Regions from separate parts of the Macaca mulatta genome. Here region 1 is linked to region 2. Evidence: chromatin contacts called from public Hi-C data. All regions are on one chromosome and are shown on one strand. The core of a region is the stretch at or near the end of the contact, and the rest is flanking DNA. Distances in the headings are between cores, read along the strand shown. Region 1 holds the start of DGUOK (deoxyguanosine kinase). Region 2 holds the start of LOC144333727.

Evidence for each region. Hi-C and Micro-C count contacts between places; a contact is called where the count stands out from the background.
Region 1: a Hi-C map of CD4 T cells shows a contact between it and region 2, with 4 times the contacts expected there. The contact joins the promoter of DGUOK here to the promoter of LOC144333727 in region 2. A contact is called at or near these places in 4 of 14 Hi-C or Micro-C datasets (CD4 T cells, blood, cortical neurons and 1 more).

What each region holds. Positions count from the first base shown.
Region 1 is chr13:50,893,129-50,899,049 of T2T-MMU8v2.0, forward strand. DGUOK (deoxyguanosine kinase) reads right to left here and starts at 3,144. Exons shown (of 6, transcript XM_077959400.1): 1 at 3,047-3,144.
Region 2 is chr13:50,833,138-50,839,825 of T2T-MMU8v2.0, forward strand. LOC144333727 reads right to left here and starts at 2,908. Exons shown (of 3, transcript XM_077959394.1): 1 at 1,523-2,908; 2 at 1,056-1,391; 3 at 1-250. The coding sequence starts at 1,783. LOC144333742 (a long non-coding RNA gene) reads left to right here and starts at 328. Exons shown (of 3, transcript XR_013402708.1): 1 at 328-462; 2 at 3,484-3,565; 3 at 4,091-4,177.

The sequences.
Region 1 (5,921 bases), core at 1,894-4,393, 60 kb after region 2:
CATCTGAAGTCAGGAGTTCAAGACCAGCCTGGCCAACATGGTGAAACCCTGTCTCTAATAATAAAACAAAAATTAGCTGGGTGTGGTGGCAGGTGCCTCTAATCCCAGCTACTCGGGAGGCTAAGGCAGGAGAATCGCTTGAACCAGAGAGGCTGAGGTTGCAATGAGTCGAGATCAAGCCACTGCACTCCAGCCTGGGCAACAAGAGTGACACTCCATCTCAAATAAAATAAAAGCTTCCCTCAATTCTTCATCCCTGATTTTTCTCCATCATACTCATTACTCTCTAACATATTGTTCACCTTGCTTAATTCGTGTTGTTTATTGTCTATCTCTCCCTACTTGAGTTCCATGAGAGCAGAGATTTCTATTTCTTCTATTCACAGCTGTATTCTCCAGGCCAAGAACAGTGCTGGCATATGGAAGTGGCTCAAAAGGTGATTTGTTGAATGAATAAAAAAAGAAATTGTCAGTTTGCTGCTAGAATGTCTTCAGTACTCAACACTTGCTAAGCCCCTTTTAGGGCTCAGTACCTTGGCAGGTAAAAGTATCAAGTCAGAATTTATTAATATTAAATTGAAATGTTTTGCCTTCATTTTGCTTTTTGACTACTTTTTATTCAAGATACTGGGTCTCATTCTTGTAACAAAATTATTTTTAATTTAATACATGTTTTTAAGTTAAAAAGTGAGGTTCTTCTAAGAAAAGCCTTAAGAAATTATCATGCAACTAGCACAGGCACAAAAACTGTGAATGTGGTATTTGAAGGACTTAAGTTTAGGAACTCTCTTAGAATAGGGTTGCCAGATAAAATACAGGACACAGTTAAATATGAACTTTCAATGAGTGATTTCGTTGTTGTTTTGGTGTAAGGATGCCCCAAATATTGCATTGGACACACACTAAAAATTATTCGTTATCTTAAATTCTATTTTAACTGGATATTATTTTTAATTTCTGCTAAATATGGCAACCCTATCTAGGAGAACAAATAAACTGCACCCGCTTGTCGCTTCAATTTCGATCTATTACAAACAGCTAATAAAATTCTTGTCCTAGCCACTAACTGCGTGGCTTTTATGCCCCAACAAAGGTGTCCCTGTGGGCGGGTAATGAGGCCCGATACTCTAAAAATCAAGGCGGCAAAGATCCACAGTGCACTTTGCGAGGGGAAAGGCCCTCCTCGCAGCCCAGAGAGGCCGGCCGCATCAGACGCGGGCCATTCCGAGCCCAGCTCCTTTCCCAGCCTCTGTCACCTGCGTGGCGGAGGCCAAGGCTTGGCAGTCGCTTTCCGGCCCTTACCAATGTTGCCTTCGATGGAGAGCCTTCGGGGCCCGCGCCCCGCGTGCAGGCCCCTGGAGAAGGGAACGCCCTCGAGTAGGCTCTGGGCCATGGAACTGAAGGGTGCTCGAAGCCGACTTAGAAACAGGCGGCCCGCGGCCATCCCACCCACGATTCGCACAGCGATCACTTCCGCGGAGAGCACTTCCGCCCTAGGTACCGCTGCTCACTCGCTCCAGCGCACCGCTGACGTAAGGAGATCGTCAGGCAGGAAGTGGGTGGGGTTGAACATGCGACGGGGTGCGCCCAAGAGACCGCTCTGCTCTCGCGATGTTTGTAAAGAAGCGTTGCGAGAAGGAAGGGTTTTACAAGGGTGCAGAATTTGCTAGTAACAGGAGTTGCGGTGTGAGTGGCTCCTCGGTTTTTGTTCATTGGATAAATAACATTTTAAGAGACATAACTCCACAGTCCAACCACCTCATTTTTGTATAACTTTAAAATAAATTTTATAACTGAAGACAAATTAAAAATAGAAACTAATTTTAAGGGGATTTTTTTCCTCCAGGTGCTTGTTGTCTGGTTTTTAATACTGCAAGAAAATGGAAGTTTTAAAGTAGGAAAATGACTCAATCTGATGATTTACACAAATTTAACTTTTTCCTATTCCCTGTAATTCCCTGCACAATGCTGGCATATTATTGACTAAATTAACAGATAATCAGTTACACCCCATCTCTTAGTTTGTGTCTTGAGTAAGTAAATAAATGTTCGGTCAATCGATTCGCATTATAGCCAAAAATCCCTTCAGGATAAGGTGGTGGTGGCTCAGGTATGTGACTGGAAATCGTTTAAACCTGGTAGGTTGGGTTCTGTGCACGTAAGCAATGGCGGGTAGAGACTTGCCGGTGTATAAAACCTGAGTCCTGCTGTCGGTGAAGTGTGCTCTACAGAAGGGCAGGGACTTAAGCTGCTGCCACAGGTGAGGCCGGACTGCCACGCCCCGTCGTCATAACAACCTCAGAACTAATGATTTACGAAATGTTGTTAAATGGTGCTTCTAGTTCCAGTCGCTTGAATCACCAGAGTCAAAACCGGGAGTCAACAGGCCAAACCGGCCTTCAGGCACAACTCAGGTGTGGTAGGTTCTAGAAGACAAGGATCTGATGGCAAAGGGGGCTGGAGAAGGACCGGGGCTGGGATACCTAAGCTGTTCCCATAGAAAGCACAGGACCTTTTTCTTATGTTGATGTATATATAGGATGGCTGAGGTCATGTTTATATATTAAGAACTTTTTTTTTTAATACACCGAATTTTGTTAGGATAACCAGGGTGGGGCGTTAATGGCTACTGGAGCGGCTAAAGTCCTACCCATTCCCATCTCCACTCCAGCAGCCACTTATGTAAAAAAAAAAAAAAAAAAAAAAAAATACTGCTTACATTTATTTAACTTATGTGAACTCAGACTTGGAAATATTCATCCTAAAAACCTTGAGAGGCTCTCTGCCTCTCCAGGATCTTGCTGCCTCAGGAGCATTGTGAAAGTTAAACGAGTAAATTGTCTGCAGGCAGGTATTAATCTCCTAAAAGTTACCAGGCAGGAAAATAGGGTCTGGAGACAGGGAACCTAAGGCCGATTCAGGTTGACTTCCTAGAACTAAATCAAAAGGAAAATCCCAGCTTTCCAGCCCAAGTAACAAAAGGACCAGAAGCTAATCCCTTTGCAACCCCGGCTTTTCTGGGTGGCAGATGAAAAATTGAAAGTACCTCTGATTGGTGTCCTCGGGCAATCAATCAGGCTGGTGGCAGGCCAACTCTTTAGTTGCATAAGGTAAAACTTCGTAACTTCACTTCAGCCTCTGATTGGTCCCCTCCTGCAACCAATCAGACTGATCGCTGGTCACTACTTCATTTACATAGGGTGTACACCAAGTAACCAATAGGAAACCTCTAGGAGGTATTTAAACGCCAGAAGGCTGGGCACGGTGGCTCAAACCTGTGCTCCTAGCACTTTGGGAGGCTGAGACGGACGGATCACGAGGTCAGGAGATCGAGACCATCCTGGCTAACCCGGTGAAACCCCCGTCTCTACTTAAAAAAAAAAAAAAAAAAAAAAAACTGGCCGGGCGCGGTGGCGGGCGCCTGTAGTCCCAGCCACTCGGGAGGCTGAGGCAGGAGAATGGCGTAAACCTGAGAGGCGGAGCTTGCAGTGAGCTGAGATCCGGCCAGTGCACTCCAGCCTGGGCGACAGAGCGAGACTCCGTCTCAAACAAAAAACAAAAAAAACCAAAAAAAGAATTTTCTGGCGTTTATTTATTTATTTATTTTTTTTGAGGCGGAGTCTCGTTCTGTCGCCCAGGCTGGAGTGCAGTGGCCAGATCTCAGCTCACTGCAAGCTCCACCTCCTGGGTTTACGCCATTCTCCTGCCTCAGCCTCCCGAGTAGCTGGGACTACAGGCGCCCGCCACCTCGCCAGGCTAGTTTTTTGTATTTTTAGTAGAGACGGGGTTTCACCGTGTTCGCCAGGATGGTCTCGATCTCCTGACCTCGTGATCCGCCCGTCTCGGCCTCCCAAAGTGCTGGGATTACAGGCTTGAGCCACCGCGCCCGGCCAACGCCAGAAAATTCTATAATTGCTGCTTGCTTGGACCCCTCCTACACTGGGGAGTGTTTTTTGGTTTGCAATAAATCTGTGCTTTGTTGCTTCATTCTTTCCTTGCTTTGTGCGTTTTGTCCAATTCTTTGTTCAAAATGCCAAGAACCTGGACACCCTCTACCAGTAACAGAGCTCCTAAAAATTATTTTTAAAAATTTTATGGTGAAGTGGCCAGCCGTTGACACCACCATCATCAGTGAGAGAGAGTTCTGGTTGTCCCACATTCTTACCAACAGTTGATATTGTCAGCTTTTTTTCATTTTATCCATTTTGCTGTGTGTAATTATAACTTATTGTGGTTTTAATTTACATTTTCCTGCGGGTTAATGAAATCAAACATCTTTTCGTGTGTTTATTGATCATTTCAGTATCCTCTGTTGAAGTCTTAAGTCCATTTTTCTATTTGTTGTCTTTTGCTTGTCTTATTCTTCAAATATTCTGGATGAGTCCTTTGTGAGTATTTTCTCTCTGTCGTTTGCGTCTTTTTTTTTTTTTTGAGACAGAGTCTTGCTCAGGCTGGAGTGCAGCGGGGCGATCTTGGCTCACGGCAACCTCCATCTCCTAGGTTCAAGCGATTCTCATGCTTCAGCCTCCTGAGTAGCTGGGATTACAGGCATGCGCCATGCCTGACTAAGTTTTTGTATTTTTAGTAGCGACGGGGTTTTGCTATGTTGGCCAGGCTGCTCTTGAACTCCTGGCCTCAAGTTATCCACCCACCTCGGCCTCCCAAAGTGTTGGGATTACAGGTGTGAGCCACCGCACCCAGCCTCTAAAAGCATTCAAAATTTTTTTGATGTGGAGTGTAATGGAAGAAACAAATATTTTTTGCCTAAAATGCCTGTCAGTTATGTTAATTAATTAGTAATAATTTTCTATCCCCCTTTACTTATTTATGCTTGTTTTGTTAAATGTTATTTTTTGGTTTTTGGTCCCAATTCCAAATTCCCAGAAGGGAGAATCTGATTTGCCCACCTGTGTTCAGGTGTCTAATCATGGTTCAATCAGCTGTGGCCAAGGAAGAGGGTTGGGGCCCCACTTTTGTGCATGAGGAAGTACAATTAAGGCGATCATCATGAGCAAAGAAGACACCCCAAAGAGGTGGTGATCAGTTCCTCTTGGAAGCAGTAAACAGGGAGTTTTCATTCCACTTGGGTGCTAGCCAGAGACTGAAAGTGGTGGCATACCGGTGAGTAGAATTACCTCCCCATTACTTAGGAGAATGAGGCCACTTCCTGCCCCTGGGCGATTTTCAAATATCTGCCAGAGTTGATAAGTAGGAGTTGATGTTGCCCTGCAGGAACTCTAGTCTTTCAGCAGCCACTCATTCATCCAATATTTGCTGAGCATCTACTGCATGCCAGACACTCTGCTTAGTCCTTGAAGTGCAGCTCTGAAGGAGTTACTATTTTTCCAGTGTTTGTAAATGCTACTGTATACATAAAATACTGACCAATATTATATAAAATGTCATGCAGCCATTCAAAAAGGGAGATAAACATATAAAAATGTGGCCCAAACTTTCTTCTGCAGCCTGGAATTTTAGTCAGCTATATCTCACCTACATTGAAGATTTTCTAATGTGCTGGATTGTGCTAAATCGATTTGGTTAAACTGGAAAGTACACTTTCAGAACGCACTACCAACAAGGCTCTGAGTTAGAGTTGGCCAAAAGAGGACCTGGGGTGAGATTTGGAAGGCAGAGTGGGAGTGTCAGCCAGTGCTCTGTGGAAATCTTCTAGTCAGATGCTATGACAGACAGAGGTGCCCGGCAGATAGGTTTCACCTAGTCCTCCACTCATTTGTGACTCCTCTCAGATTATCCCACAGTTCCTTGCAGACTTTCACTTTCCCAGCTCCTTCAGGCTTTGGATAAATCTCATTCTTGTAATAAAGCCCTTATTCCCATAATACCCATAGTGGCTCTGCTCCCCTGAATGAACTGTACTGATACACCTAATCATAAAGGGAGACATATCAAAAGGTGGT
Region 2 (6,688 bases), core at 1,658-4,157:
CCTCTGCAGCAGTCTGATCGGGCTCCGTAGGGGGCCACTCTCCCACCTGCTGGGGCCCGGGATCTGGGGAAGGACACCAGCAGCAGTCCCCAGAAAAGGGATCATCTTGGCCCGGTGGGTTCTTCACCCTCACCCACCCTGGACCCAGGCATGAGGTGAGCAGGTAGGGTGTGGTGGGGGCAGAGCTGAGTGAGCAGTTTCTCCTGGTATTTTTCCTCCAGGGTCTGGACGCTGGAGAAGGCAGTGCTGCCTGAAAAAGACAGAAAGGGGAAGCGCATCACTCGGAGCTCAGGGACAACTTTCACGTGTCACTTCTTCCTGCTTCTGGGAAGAGAAAATGGGGGAAGAGATGGGGCTTGCTCAAATGAGGTCCTACCCAGAACCTCAAGCAGGACGCACCCAGCACCCACTCCCTATCTGAGGGAGGCGGCCCTGGACTACGAATTCAAGGGGGTGGTCAAGGTGAGATTTCTAAGAAAGTTGCCCTCCTCCCATCCCCCACGGGCTGGTGAGAGTTTCACCAAAATTCCCCCACACACCCTGGCTGGAGGCCGCCGGGCCCTCCCTCAGGGAGCTGAGCTTTCAAAATAAAGTTTGCTGAGAGCCTCGCTCCGCGGGACTGCCCCGGCGCCCCCGGCACGGAAGCGGCCTGGAGGTGGGGGCGCGCCCGGGGCAGCCCGCGCGCGCGGCGCCCGCCGCCCGAGCGCAGCCCGCCAGCCCGACTGGGGAGGGCGGCCCGCGCCGCCGAGGGGCGCGGGGAGGGGGGCGCGCTCGAGCCGCGGGCCGGGCCGCGCGCGCGCCGCCGCTCGGGCTCCTTTGTTCTGGGGCCTCCGCCACTCGGCTCTGGCGGCTTCGCAGCCCCCGCCCCCGCCCTGCCACCCCCGCCCGGCTCCACCGCACAGCGCCCCGCAGCACCCCAGTCCGGCCCCCTGCACCGGAGGAGCGGCCCCCCGCCGGCTCCGGGCCGCCCCCTCCCCCTCCCCCGGGCCGGGCCCCCAGCGCCTCCCGCCGCCCCTCCCCCACTCCGGAGCCGGAAAGGCACCGACTGCACCGACCTGCCCGCCGCCTCCGGGGCGGAGCGCACAAAGGGGCAAAGTTTCCCGGCCCGCGCCGCCGCCGCCACCACCGTCGCGGCCGCCGCCGCCGCCGCCTGGGGCGCCCGCCTCCCGGAGCGCCCGGCCCGACCGAACTCGGCGCGCGGAGCCCCCCGCCCGGGCCGAGGAGGGGACGGCGCAGGAGGAAGGAAGAGGCAGCGGCGGCCGCGGCGGCAGCAGCAGCAATGAAGGCGTCCGCGGGACTCCCCGCCCCCCGCGCACCGCGGCACGTGCTCGCCCGGGGACTCCCCCGCCCGGGAGGGCGCACACGTGCGGCCCCGGCGAGCCCCGCCGGCCCTGCCGAGCCCCGGGCCGGGCGAGAGGGGGGTGTTTCCCGCGGAGGGGAGGGGTCGGGCGGGCGGCCTGCGAGCGGCTTGGGGCAGGCTCCGGCCCGGCCGCCGCTTCTCTGCACCTGCAGTGGCTCCCACCCACGCGGTCGGCCCTCCCGGGACACGGCCGCCCCCTTCGGGCTGGCCACCCTCGCCCTCCGGCGGGGCTGCAGCCGGGGCCGGCGAGGCGGGGTGGGGCACGCGGACCTTCCAACCTAGGCCCTCGGCCGAGCCGCGTTCGGTGTCCCCACTTCCTGCCACTCCCTGCGGGCCAGATCGGTCCGGGACGGCCCCGGCGCTCCTGGGAGGCCTGAGCGCCGGGCCCGACTGATCCCCCTGTCCCAGCTGGCGCTGGCTCATTCCGAAGCAGGACAATGGGGGACATCGCGCGTTTGCGTACCGAGTCAGCCTGGCCGGCAAGAAGGGGTTGCTCGGGGGCAGAGGCTAAGGGCACCCTCGCAGGGGTCACGGCCGAATGCCCTGTCCAGGTGGACCCCACGGCCCTGCCATCGCCAGCCTCCCCCGCGCCGCGCTCGGCTCTTTCGCGTCGAAAACAAAGACTAATCCGATACCCCCGCCCTGCCTCCCGGAGGAGGGGGAACGGGCGCGTCGCGGAGGGTAACTGAGGAGGACAGCGTTCAGGAGGGGCTCGGACAGCCTCGAGGGGGCCGTGGCGCGACTGAGCCCTAAAACCCGGCGCAGACACTTTGAAGAGTCACCCTGGGCTATGTTCCAGGCAGGGGGTAAGGGGCAAGGCTCAGGAATATTTCCAAGTTGCCAAACTGCCCGTTCTCTCTGCTGCTTTTTTCCCTCACCTGTTGTGCAGGCCAAGTTGAAATTCCAGGTTAGATTAATTCAGCCCCACCCATCTGGCCTGACTGCCAGGCTGTTGCCTGCAACTGCTTTCCACCTACCTGGGTTGCAGGGGAGCAGGGTGGGTCTCTGAGACACACGCGCATACACACTTGGGCGAGTCCTGGCAGAAACAGCCACAGGACGGACTGGCCTGACCAGTTTGGGCGGTGCTCACGGAACCAGGTACCTGGCAGGCGTCGCCGCCCGGCTGCAGCTAACAACTCAGCCAGAACTGGAAAATGAGCATTCGGCCGGCTATTTAGAAAGAAAGAAAAAAAAGTAACTGATCTAAAGTAGCGCTGTCCAGAAAGAAAGCCCTAGGCGGTAAAGCAGCCCGGGTTCTGTCTGGAACTTCCCTCTGATTTTGACAGCCTGCTCCAGGGTCCAGGTTGTCAGAGAGGGAGTGCCTGGGGGTGAACATGGCTGCAATATCTGCTTCCTACCATGGCCTTGGGGAGGAATGAAGAGTTTCTGTTAAGGGTGGTAAGACTAGAACCGAGACGAAAAACCAAGGGAGTGTAATTTTCAAACAGGGGAACAGGTTGTAGAGTCGTAATTGTTTTTGATATATTTTTAATAAGTAACTTTTAATAAAAAATGCGTATAATGAAAACGTGGAAAATACAGATACTAGAGGGGAAGAATCACCAAATTACAACCATATTTAACCATTTGCTACATTTCCTTGTAGCCTTTCCTATTTGTGGATTTACTCACACTAAGTATACAATTTGCCATCCTCTTTTAACTTAACATTGTACCATAGGCATTTCCCTATTTGGTATATACAGTTTTCAGAAAGTGTGACAGTGAGGTGAAGAAGATGGCTCAGGAGCCAGAGGACTCTGGCTTCCAAACCTGAATCTGCCACTTAAAACAGTGTGACCTTGGACTAGGTACTCCATCTTCGAGGGAATCCAAGTAAAGGACTTAATATAGGGCTCAATGAATGACAACAACTAATATTATTTAATCCATATGACAACCTTGTGAGGTAGGTACTATCATCAAACCCATTTTATGGATAAGAAAACGTTAAATAACTTGCCCAAGATCACTCAGCTAGTACGTTGTGGACTTTCCGAGGAGCCCAGCAGCCGTCCTCTGGTATTCTGTCTGGGTAAATGGCACCAGCAAGTTACTGTGTCATTTACTCTTCACCAGCAATCTATGAGAGGGTCATTTCATAAAGCCCTCTCGTTTAGGTAACTGGGTGAATGCTGGTGCCATTCACCATGACAAAATGCGAAAGGAAGGATGCCTGGGAATGCGGACATCCGTGTGGAGGTGAGTGTGCAACTGAGGGGATGAGGCCTGGGCTTGAAAGAGATTTGGGCCCCATCAGCGAGCAGACAGCGAGGCCTCAGGTGTGGAGGAGCTCATCGGGGGTGGACATGGGAGTGCGAGGAAAAGGCTGCCAGGACAGAGCCCCAAAGAATACCAGCCCATGAGGGACAGGAGCTGAGAAGGGGCCACCAGAGAGGTTGGAGGGAACCCAGGCAGGCTAGAGAGCTGCCTGTCAAATCTTCCCAGCCTCTGGAACCTTACACTTTCGGCAGTCCTGTTGCTCATCGTTCTGCCTGGGGAAAACCCTTCCCACCCCACCCGTTCTCAGCTACCCCTTGTACCTGCCAAATTCCCACTCATCCTGCAAGTCATAAGTGCCAGTTCTTCCATGAAACCTTCTCCAGCTGCTCAGACGATTCCAGAGCCCCACCCACTCTCCCTCCACAGAAGTTTGACTCTCCCTCCCTAGGAACAGTTATCTCATCGTTGCTGGGCACTGGAATGGTTTGCATGTTTCCTTCTCAGTTACTACAAACTCCTGGAGGGCTAGCACGCTGGCTTTCACCTCATAACCCTAGACCTAGCACCCAACCACTGTGTTGAATGAAGAGATGAGATGAGTAGAACCTGATGAATGACAGACCTCAATAACACTGAAGACCCATAGGCTTCCATAGACTTCTTTCCTGCCTGCTTTACGACTTGCACAAACTGGTCAGGGGCGCCCAAGATAAAACAGCCTAAATCCGTCAGGTCCTGCCTTCTGGTTCTCCAGTCTCCTGGGCTGCTGCGGCTATTCCCTATTCACACTGCGCTCAGGGCAGGAGAGCAGTGGGGGTGTGCGTGGGGACGGGGCGAGCCCCTCTCTCCTGGGGCTGCATTAGCCTAGACTCAGTGGTTCCGCGAAGAGAGCTCCAGCACTGGCAGCATCACCATCTCCTGGGAACTGGCGAGAAATGCAAGCTCTCGGCCCTCATCCTAACCCCACCGAATCAGAAACTCTGGGGGCGGGCCCAGCAATCTGTTTTAATTAGCCCATCAGGTGATGTCAAGTTAGAGCAGCACTGGACTACTGCAAGCGGGGGAGAAGCAAGTTCAGCACCCAGGCGGAGACCTTGATTAGGCCCCGAGGCGCATAGAGTAGACAAAGGGAGAGAGGCTCCTTTTAGGAGCAGGTTTGGTGGGAGCCACCCCAAGCGGCCAAGGGCGGAGCCTCTTTTAGGCAACTGCTCCTGCGAGGTCAGAGCCGGGCTGTGCTGCTGCCCCCAGGACTAGAAAGGGAAATCTCCTTGCTAGAGGAGGAAGCCCTAAGGACTCAAGGGATGATAGGGGTGGCAGAGGCATTTCCCTGGATGCCTGGAGCATGGAGGGAGGGCTGTGAAATAAGGAGCCTTTCCTACCCCATAGATGAGCTGAAGTTAATTCTGCACGGGGAAGGAAAGGGGCAGGAAGCATTATTGGATGTGCAAGCCTGTGTTTCTTCAGAAGTTAACACATGGAACTAACACTGTTGGATGCTGCTGAACTCTCAGATGATTGATGTGACTAACCTCCTCTGAGGTACTTGACCTGTCTCCTCTTCAGCTAAAAAGTAATTTGTCCTTATTTAAGAATGAGATTTGTGTATGGTGACCTTTTACAGAAATGTAAATACATCCCGATATCCATACCTGGGCTTGGTTTTAAAGACTGAAGGTATTGGGAGGTTTATTTGATTTTGGATGTGTTACTTCTTTGGTCATGTGTTGGCTAACCGTATTATCAACTAATATTTGCATAGATCTTTCCCTTTTCAAAGCACTTCCACACACATCCTTCTGTCTGCACAGAGTGGCAAGTACAACAAATGTGCAAATGTTAACTTTCCTTATCTATGACATAGTTTTTATTATCATCACTATTTTACAGATAAGAGAACTGGGGCTCAGTGAGGTAATTTGTCCAAGGTCATTCACTACTACATGGCAGAATCAGGCCTACAATCCAGGACCTCTAAAATTAGCCCACAAATGCTAGAGCTGATACTGGGCAGAAGCTGGCATTTTGCTCTCGGGAAAGGGGAGGTTCATTAGTGGGTTGCTTGTGGACCTGCATTGGTGAGTGTGAACGTGTAGGATATCTATGCTATGTGTTTTTGGGTTTTTTGTTTTGGTTTTTGGTTTTTGTTTTTGTTTTTTTTTTCTTTGAGACGGAGTCTCACTCTTGTCACCCAGGCTGGAGTGCAGTGGCACCATCTGGGCTCACTGTAACCTCTGTCGCCCAGATTCAAATGATTCTCCTGCATCTGCCTCGAGTAGCTGGGATTACAGGTACCTGCCACCGCGCCCAGCTAATTTTTGTAGTTTTAGTAGAGATGGGGTTTCACCATCTTGGCCAGGCTGGTCTTGAACTCCTGACCTTGTGATCCACCGCCTCGACCTCACAAAGTGCTGGGATTACATGTGTGAGCCACCGCGCCCAGCTGCTATGTTTTTAAATAGCCCTGCAAATGTTCTCATGTTTGATAGCTAGTTTTGTGACTGCATTTTGAATTTAGGTTGAATCAAATAGGCTTCATTACTTGCAAGGAGAATGCAAGGATACCCATCATAATGGAAGGAATACCCAACAGGGATAAAGGCCGTGGTGCCCCTGAGCCTTGGTTGACAGGGTGTATCAGTCAGGATCAGTTAGATTGTGCTGGAGTAATAGACAATCCCCAAATCTCAGTGGCTTAACATAACAAAAGTGTATTTCTCAATCACGAAACGTGTCCATTATGAGTCATTAGGAGCTCTATTTCCCGTAGTCACTCAGGCATCCAGGCTGCTGCAACTGGACATGCATCTCCTCAACCCTGAAGGCAGGAAACAAGAATGGGGCAAATCTAGCACTGGCTCTTAAAGCTTTTACCTGGAAGTGACACATATCACTCCCTGCTGTCATCTCACTGGCCAAAGAAAGTTACAAGGGGGCAGGGAAGTGCAATAAGTACAATCCTGCTATGTGCAGGAAGGATAAGCAGAAGTATTTGGTTAACAGCACTAACACACAGAGAGTGTATGTGAATGTGTGGTGAATGTATATGTGTATATTTGAGGTATGTGCAATTACACATACTGCCCATTTCCAGAGCATTCCTCC